Regions from separate parts of the Zea mays genome. Here region 2 is linked to region 1. A link is a contact called in public Hi-C data. All regions are on one chromosome and are shown on one strand. Each heading gives the region's core, a stretch centred on a gene start, on an enhancer-like site or on the middle of the called end of the contact. The rest is flanking DNA. Distances are from core to core; before and after follow the strand shown. Region 1 holds the start of LOC103630730 (monothiol glutaredoxin-S9). Region 2 holds the start of LOC103631638 (mitogen-activated protein kinase 7).

Region 1 (3,311 bases), core at 567-3,066:
ATAAAAACGAGTTGACAACACCACCATCGTTTAATTCAAAGCAAAGCAGCTGACGACGGAGAGGCAATCAGAGGGCGGCTAGCTTGGTGGCTGCTCGTGTCAGAGCCACAGCGCGCCGGCGTCCTTGAGTATGGGGACGAGGTCGCCGGAGATGTGCGCGGCCATGAGCCGGTCGAGGCCCCCGAGCAGCCTGCCCCCGACGAACACCGCCGGGAGGGCGGCGACCCCGGCGGCCGCGAGGTCCGCCTCGGCGCCGGCCACCTCGTGCACGGCGGGGTTCACCCCGAGCCCCTGCAGCAGCCGCTTCACCACGTGGCTGAGGCAGCACCCGCGCACGCCCACCACGAGCACGGGGCACTCCGCCACCGCGCGCCGCACCTCCTCCTCCTCCACCCTCGCCGCCGCCTCCGCTGGCGTCGACGCCTGCTGCTGCGAAGCCGCCAGCAACCCCTCCTCCTCCGCCACGTCAGGACCGATCGTCGGGGCCGGCCGCGGCCACGGCTGGCCGGCGCTGTACGGGATGGCCTGGTACATTATTCCTACCTGCCCTCTCTTTCCGTGGGGCGCGCGCGAGCGAGCTGCACGGCGTCCGTTTTCCTGGCTCGGTTGGGAGCTAGCTAGCTGCGACTTGTGTGCGTCGTCGTGTGATGATGGATGGGCATGGGCAGGGCGGGCTGGCAGATCCTGATATATAAAAGGGTGGTGAGGTCAGCGGGGGACGGGGATGGCGTAATCTGGTGGTGGCGGAGGGGACGACGGTGACCGCGTTTGTTCGCGCGAGCCGCGGTGGCGTGGCGGGGCGTCAGCCGCGGTTGAGGTGCTTCGGTGGGCCCGTCACGCCCCAGGTCACTGGTCGTGAGTCGTGACGGCCAGTCCGTGACGGCAGCACGTGGGGCGGGGGAAGTGATGGGGGCGTGGGAGGTGACGCGGTTGGTGACGATACTGCGGCCACGCTGCGGGGCCCTCGTGACGGCAGCTGCTGCCCTGCTGGCTTGGACGAGTTGGTTGGAATGGAAATATCGTCAGGATATGCTGCTATACACTGCTCTGACTCCGCCGCTGTAAGACGTTTTAAATTTGATATTGAGCCATTCGAAAATTCTGAATTTTAAATTTCGAAATATAAAAAAAAACTAAACAAAAAATTAGTACTGTATAGCATGTAAACTTCTAAGCTATGTCAAACGTAGAAAACGAGCATATATATCTGCGCTCGCCATTTGAAATGGAGCGAGCAGTACAACAATGAGGGCTAGTTTAGAAATTTAAATACCCTTCGGAATTGGAGCGGATTAATGAAGAAATTTACATACCTTTCAGATTAGCGTGAAATCTGGTCGAGGCCGAGGCCAATATGACAGGGTGACGACCGGCGAGAGAGAGCGGCGTCGGAGCCACCAGAATTTTTCCTCGCAAATGATGGCGTCCGCGTCGGCCGTCGGCAGGTCACAGAGCGGCGCCCGCGTTTCCCTCCGAGGTGGTCGCCGGCCGGCCGCGCGCGATTTCCTGGCTGAACATTTCCAGGCTCTCCACTGCTGACCGAGCGCTCTCGGCGCGGCCGGTCACGTGTTAGATACGTATATTCCATATAATCATCCATCAAATGGCGCGAAGTCAATTGGTAGAATAGTATATTTAGGGCTAGTTTGGGAATACTATTTTCCCAAGAGATTTTCATTTTTAAAAGGGAAATTAGTTCATTTTCCGTTTGAAAACTAGAAGCTTTCTTGGGAAAATGGTGTCCAAACTAGCCCTTAGTTAAACATTAATTGGCTGTTCATTAAAGAAAAAGTAAAAAAACGAGACCAGTGCTTTCTTTTATCCTAGGATGGATGGGGTATGTGCTGAAGTCGGTTTTTTGAGCTGGCGAGCTATCTGTGGGCGCTACTCCCCATCCAGGTCTGGAACAGGACGAAAACGGACAAGATCAACTCAAACACGAGCAGTCTACTACGAGATCGCTGACGCTGTGTGCATGGCAAGCGTATCAAGCATACGTGCCGCGATCACGCGTGACGTGTCGCATGGGTTGGATGTGTTGGCCTGTATTCTCTCGTCCGGATAAACTGTCGCGTATTGTAATCTGGTTCGGACACTCGAGGGAGATCGAGCTGCTTGCCGCGTGAAATATGCTGCGTGTCTTGTGCAAAATTCCGTACTTTGGAGAATTGTATACTAGCTTTAGGTTAGCTTCAACAATTCTTTTCGAAATTAAACCTTGTGTACGGCTGTAGCTACACCATGTTATGAGACTGCTCGCTGGATCCTCTCGGTTCAGTCTTTATATTTACCAATCTGACTATAATCTTCCGATACCACCTAAATCAGTCTGTTCGCTGCCCCATTTCTGCCGCCGACCCATTCCCGATGTAACGCCACCCGACTTTGCCACTTCCTAGCGCCTCCGTCCCTTGTCCTATTTTTCTCGTGACGTCGATCCACTCGATAAGCTAGATCTCGCTCGTCGCAACGATATGACTTATCCCCTGCGATCGGTGGACTTGGCGAACTAGAAAATCATGGCTCTTACGTGGACTTTTTGGTCTCTCTAAATTTTCGTCCTCTGGTGTAGGCTGTAGGCTGTCGTAGCTAATCGACCGGCAAATTTTCGTACCGCCATATATATGCGGTAGCAGGTTCGGCGGCGGCTTCTAGAGACAACGGGTTTCACGCTAGCGCAGTTCATCCCAGCATTCAAAATATACTTTCTCCCTTCTAGAAAAAGAAGAGCAACAATTCAACAAATCATTCGTCTCTGCGTTTGCTCGAGAACCACTGAACCTGCGTGGCGGACGACCAAACACGCCGTTCGGAAACTTGGGCACACACACATTTAGGAGGTGTGTGTCCGTTTCTAGACACTAATTTTTAGCCATTCTATTTTATTTAATTTTAATCTCTAAATTAATAAAGCTAAACTATATTTTAATTTTCATATTTATCAATTTACAAACTAAAACATAAGGAAATAGAGTGACTAAATATTAGTATTTGGAAACTAAAAACTCCATTACCACACGAGTCACGTCACCTAGACATGCAAGTGTAGGGCTACGTGCATGGACGGCGCACAGTCACCACGTCACCATCCGGGGGGAGGAGCACTGGATGTCTCAACCACCTATCAGATGGACGTGATGACGGAGACACGAGTCGTACGTGCGATGAAGATAGCGATTTCCATTACACTAACTAATACTGCTGGTGGTATTGTACTAAATGGTAAATGATGTTTATTTATATTACATCATCCTGTTCCAACATAGTATTCATTTTACCTATTGGTTTTTATACGTACACTTAAATACATA
Region 2 (3,267 bases), core at 55-2,554, 320 kb before region 1:
ATAAACCCCATATTATCAGGAATTTTCATTTTAATCATTAGAATTGGATTTTATTTTAATAATAATAATTTAGACACATATCATTAGAAGCAAGCATGCATGCTCGGCACATGCTCCATTTTTTTTAATCCATCTTTCCTCTGTGATGCATGTGTTGCCCTTTTCCGCCTGGATGTGGTTAATTTTGTTCGCAGCGTAACTGCCACTTGATCGCTAAGAAAGGTGGTTTTTTAGTTAATGCGTTGCGAGCCATCCTCCCTAGCTAAACTAAACGTTGGCACGTTGCAGTTCACTTTCCCGAACCAACTCATCTGACCACAACGTGTAGAACGGGGTTTCGCGCGGATATATAAACCCCATATTACCAAGGGTTTCCATTTTCCTACCCTGTTTGGATCGTTTGAATTGAATTCCAATCTACCTCAATACATATGAATTAAGTCCAATACTAAAGTATCTAAACTAGGCCTAACCGGGTAATATAGAAAAGTCCCCGTGTACTATAAGTAGCATTTTGCTAAGATTTTATCACAAATGAGTACTGATCATTCTTTGTTGTTTATTAAGATGACTCAACATGGCTGCTTGATAAGCCCCCGTCCTAAAGCCAAGAGGGCATTGGTCTCATTAGGGCAACTCTTGATGTGCACCTGGACCCAAAACCTACTTATATGCATATATTTTATTTATTAATATTATAACTGTAGTTATATAAATATTGTCCCTAAAGAAAAATCAAATCCTGGCCTCTACTAGATGGCTCCGAGAAGCCATGCTAACATGGTTGTCGTCATGGAAAGCAAGACTTGGCGGGTGAGATGAATATCATTCTAAGGGTTAGTTTAGGAACACTATTTTCCTAAGTGATTCATATTTTTTCAAGAAAAATGAATTAATTTTCTTTAAAAAAATAAAAATCTCGTGGAAAACAGGGTTCCCAAACTAGCTCTAAATGGACCAGGGTTATTGATGTTCTTGCTGACATTGTAATCCTCTACTTCTTCTTTTTTCTTTTTTATCATCTAATACACCTCCCCCACGCCCCACTGCCCCGACAGTTCCTTTCCGCCTTTTGAACAAAAAAAAAAAACCCATCAAAGCAAGTATCCAGATCATTCCATCATCCATCGTATTAGCAATTGGCAATTCAGACCATAGGATTGAAGCGCAACACCTAATCTACCAGCCAAGCTAAGAAAAAAAAACCCTCCTCCTCCAATCGTGAATACAAAGTCCATTTATTTAACCATTATTCGCCGGTTGCGTCAAACATAAACTCTGGTATCTCCGGCGTATCTTTTTTCTTTTCTTTTTCTTTCTGCGTTCTTTATATCCACCTCTATCTTTAAAAAAAAAATACATACTGACCAGTAGTAAGTCTGTGGCGCGCATCTTAACATCACCACTGATTTCTTTACGATAAATGCAGAAACATGGCCATTGTATATATTTGTACTACCTCTAACCTCCCCACAGTCGCCTCGTGCCAAGTTGACACGGACAGATATGCTACTGCATCGGGGGATCAGAGAGCAGAGGATCTCTCCTTGTCTCTTGCATCGCCACCTCTCGCTGAACGTCAAGTCAAGAGGCCGATCGAGGTACTCGTTCTGCAAAAAAAAAGGGCCCTCTATTATACGTAGTTGAGTTGATCTTATAGGAACCCATCCAGCACGCAATGCAAGGCTGCAATTTGCAATCTGTGTCCCAAAACAGACAAGGGAAGGACGCAATAAACTAGGATTATCCTCTCCACAGACCACACTGCCAACCCGAGCTCTGTCGGCGACTCACCACCGACTCCGACGCATGCATTAGTGCTTATATTGCTCTAGTTTTTAAACTCACTGCTACGAATAAACAATAAACAATCACGAAATTTTAAAAAAAGGTGGTGGAATAAATAAATATCTACGGATGGGTTCAGCCTTTACAGCAACGAGCTAACAAACTGACTGGTGCTTAAACAAGCCGAGCAAAGCAGAGCATGTGTCCCATAGAAAAAATGGCGCATAAAGAGAGAGAGGAGGGGGGGTCGGTTGGGGCATCGGGCTCACGCTACAGCGCCAACGGAACGCGCCACCTACTCCCTCCACTCGATCAGCAGCAGCGGCAGAGGAGGGAGGGCCGGAGGGGCCTGGCCTGTCGCTAACGAAACCGTACCGCGCCCCCGATGGTACTTGCCCTGGGGTCCCCGGCCGTATTCATCATTTAGCTAAACTGTCTCCGTAAGAGATTCTAGACCACACACATGATGTGTGGAATCATATTCATTATTTTTTTTGGTTGAGTGACGAGTCACGGATCCAAGAATCGAGAGCATATTCCATTGCCGAAGGCTCATGTGCAATATAAATAAATAAATAAAAAGTTCCTACTACTAAGAGCAGTACACTACCAGCGCTGCTGTGGTCTATGTGCACACGGCTCCAAGCAGGAGTAATAATAAATCTTTTTTTTTGTCACAAATGGAAGCAAGCTTTGGCTTTCCCTCTATTCTGCTTTGCCGGTTTGTTCGTCAGTTGTCACTCGGTGTGTCCGAAACTACGAAAATTGTCTCCGTTCCGTTTTCTGACGGTGAAGATATTACTGCTACTACCTCCCCATACACGTGGCAAAAAAAAGAGAGAGAATTATCCACTTAGAGCGAGCGGCGGGGGTAAAGTTCAATTCAAACCCGGCAGGATAAAGCCACGTCACTGAAGACCAGCGCGGCACCGCGTCGGACGGGGATGACGGAACTGCCCCCGACCTTACGACGCACGCGTGCCGGCGCCGCGGTTCAGGCGTCGCCGTCGTCGGAGCGAGGGGAGGGGGGGTAGGACCGTCCACCCCGTGTCTCAGTGTCTGGCGTCTCCTCTCGGCTCGTTTAACACACCCACCGTCCCACCCACCCACTGCTGCAGCTGCTGCACGGTGCGCGTAAATATAACCCCGCAACAAGTGGGACGCCGCTTCTGCTCCTCCGTCGTCCGCTCCTCTCCTCTCCCCCACCCGTCGTCTCCTTGTCGTCCTTGCCTGCGGATTGGGGCGGCACGGCAGTCGGCACAGCCTCTCGCTTCTCCCGCGCGCGAGCCCTTTCTCCACGGCCGCGGCATGACGTTGCCGGAGGCGAATGCCGGTGCGACGCCGCAGAGGAAGAAGGTGGGGAGCTCGGTTCCATCGTGCGGAAAGAGACTGTTTCTTCTTCTTCTTCTTCTCCCCCCCTCATCACGAGCCATTGACGACCTGCGCTGTGGAGCAGTGCTGCCTGCCTGGATGGGGATT

What was found. A called contact is a pair of places that touch in the nucleus more often than the background predicts.
Region 2: a Hi-C map of bundle sheath shows a contact between it and region 1, with 2.1 times the contacts expected there. The contact joins the promoter of LOC103631638 here to the promoter of LOC103630730 in region 1. A contact is called at or near these places in 3 of 25 Hi-C or Micro-C datasets (bundle sheath, ear and endosperm).

Annotation. Positions count from the first base shown.
Region 1 is chr6:176,011,462-176,014,772 of Zm-B73-REFERENCE-NAM-5.0, reverse strand. LOC103630730 (monothiol glutaredoxin-S9) reads right to left here and starts at 1,816. Exons shown (of 1, transcript XM_020539653.3): 1 at 1-1,816. The coding sequence starts at 534. The coding sequence ends at 100.
Region 2 is chr6:176,327,937-176,331,203 of Zm-B73-REFERENCE-NAM-5.0, reverse strand. LOC103631638 (mitogen-activated protein kinase 7) reads left to right here and starts at 1,304. Exons shown (of 10, transcript XM_020539656.2): 1 at 1,304-3,144. The coding sequence starts at 3,097.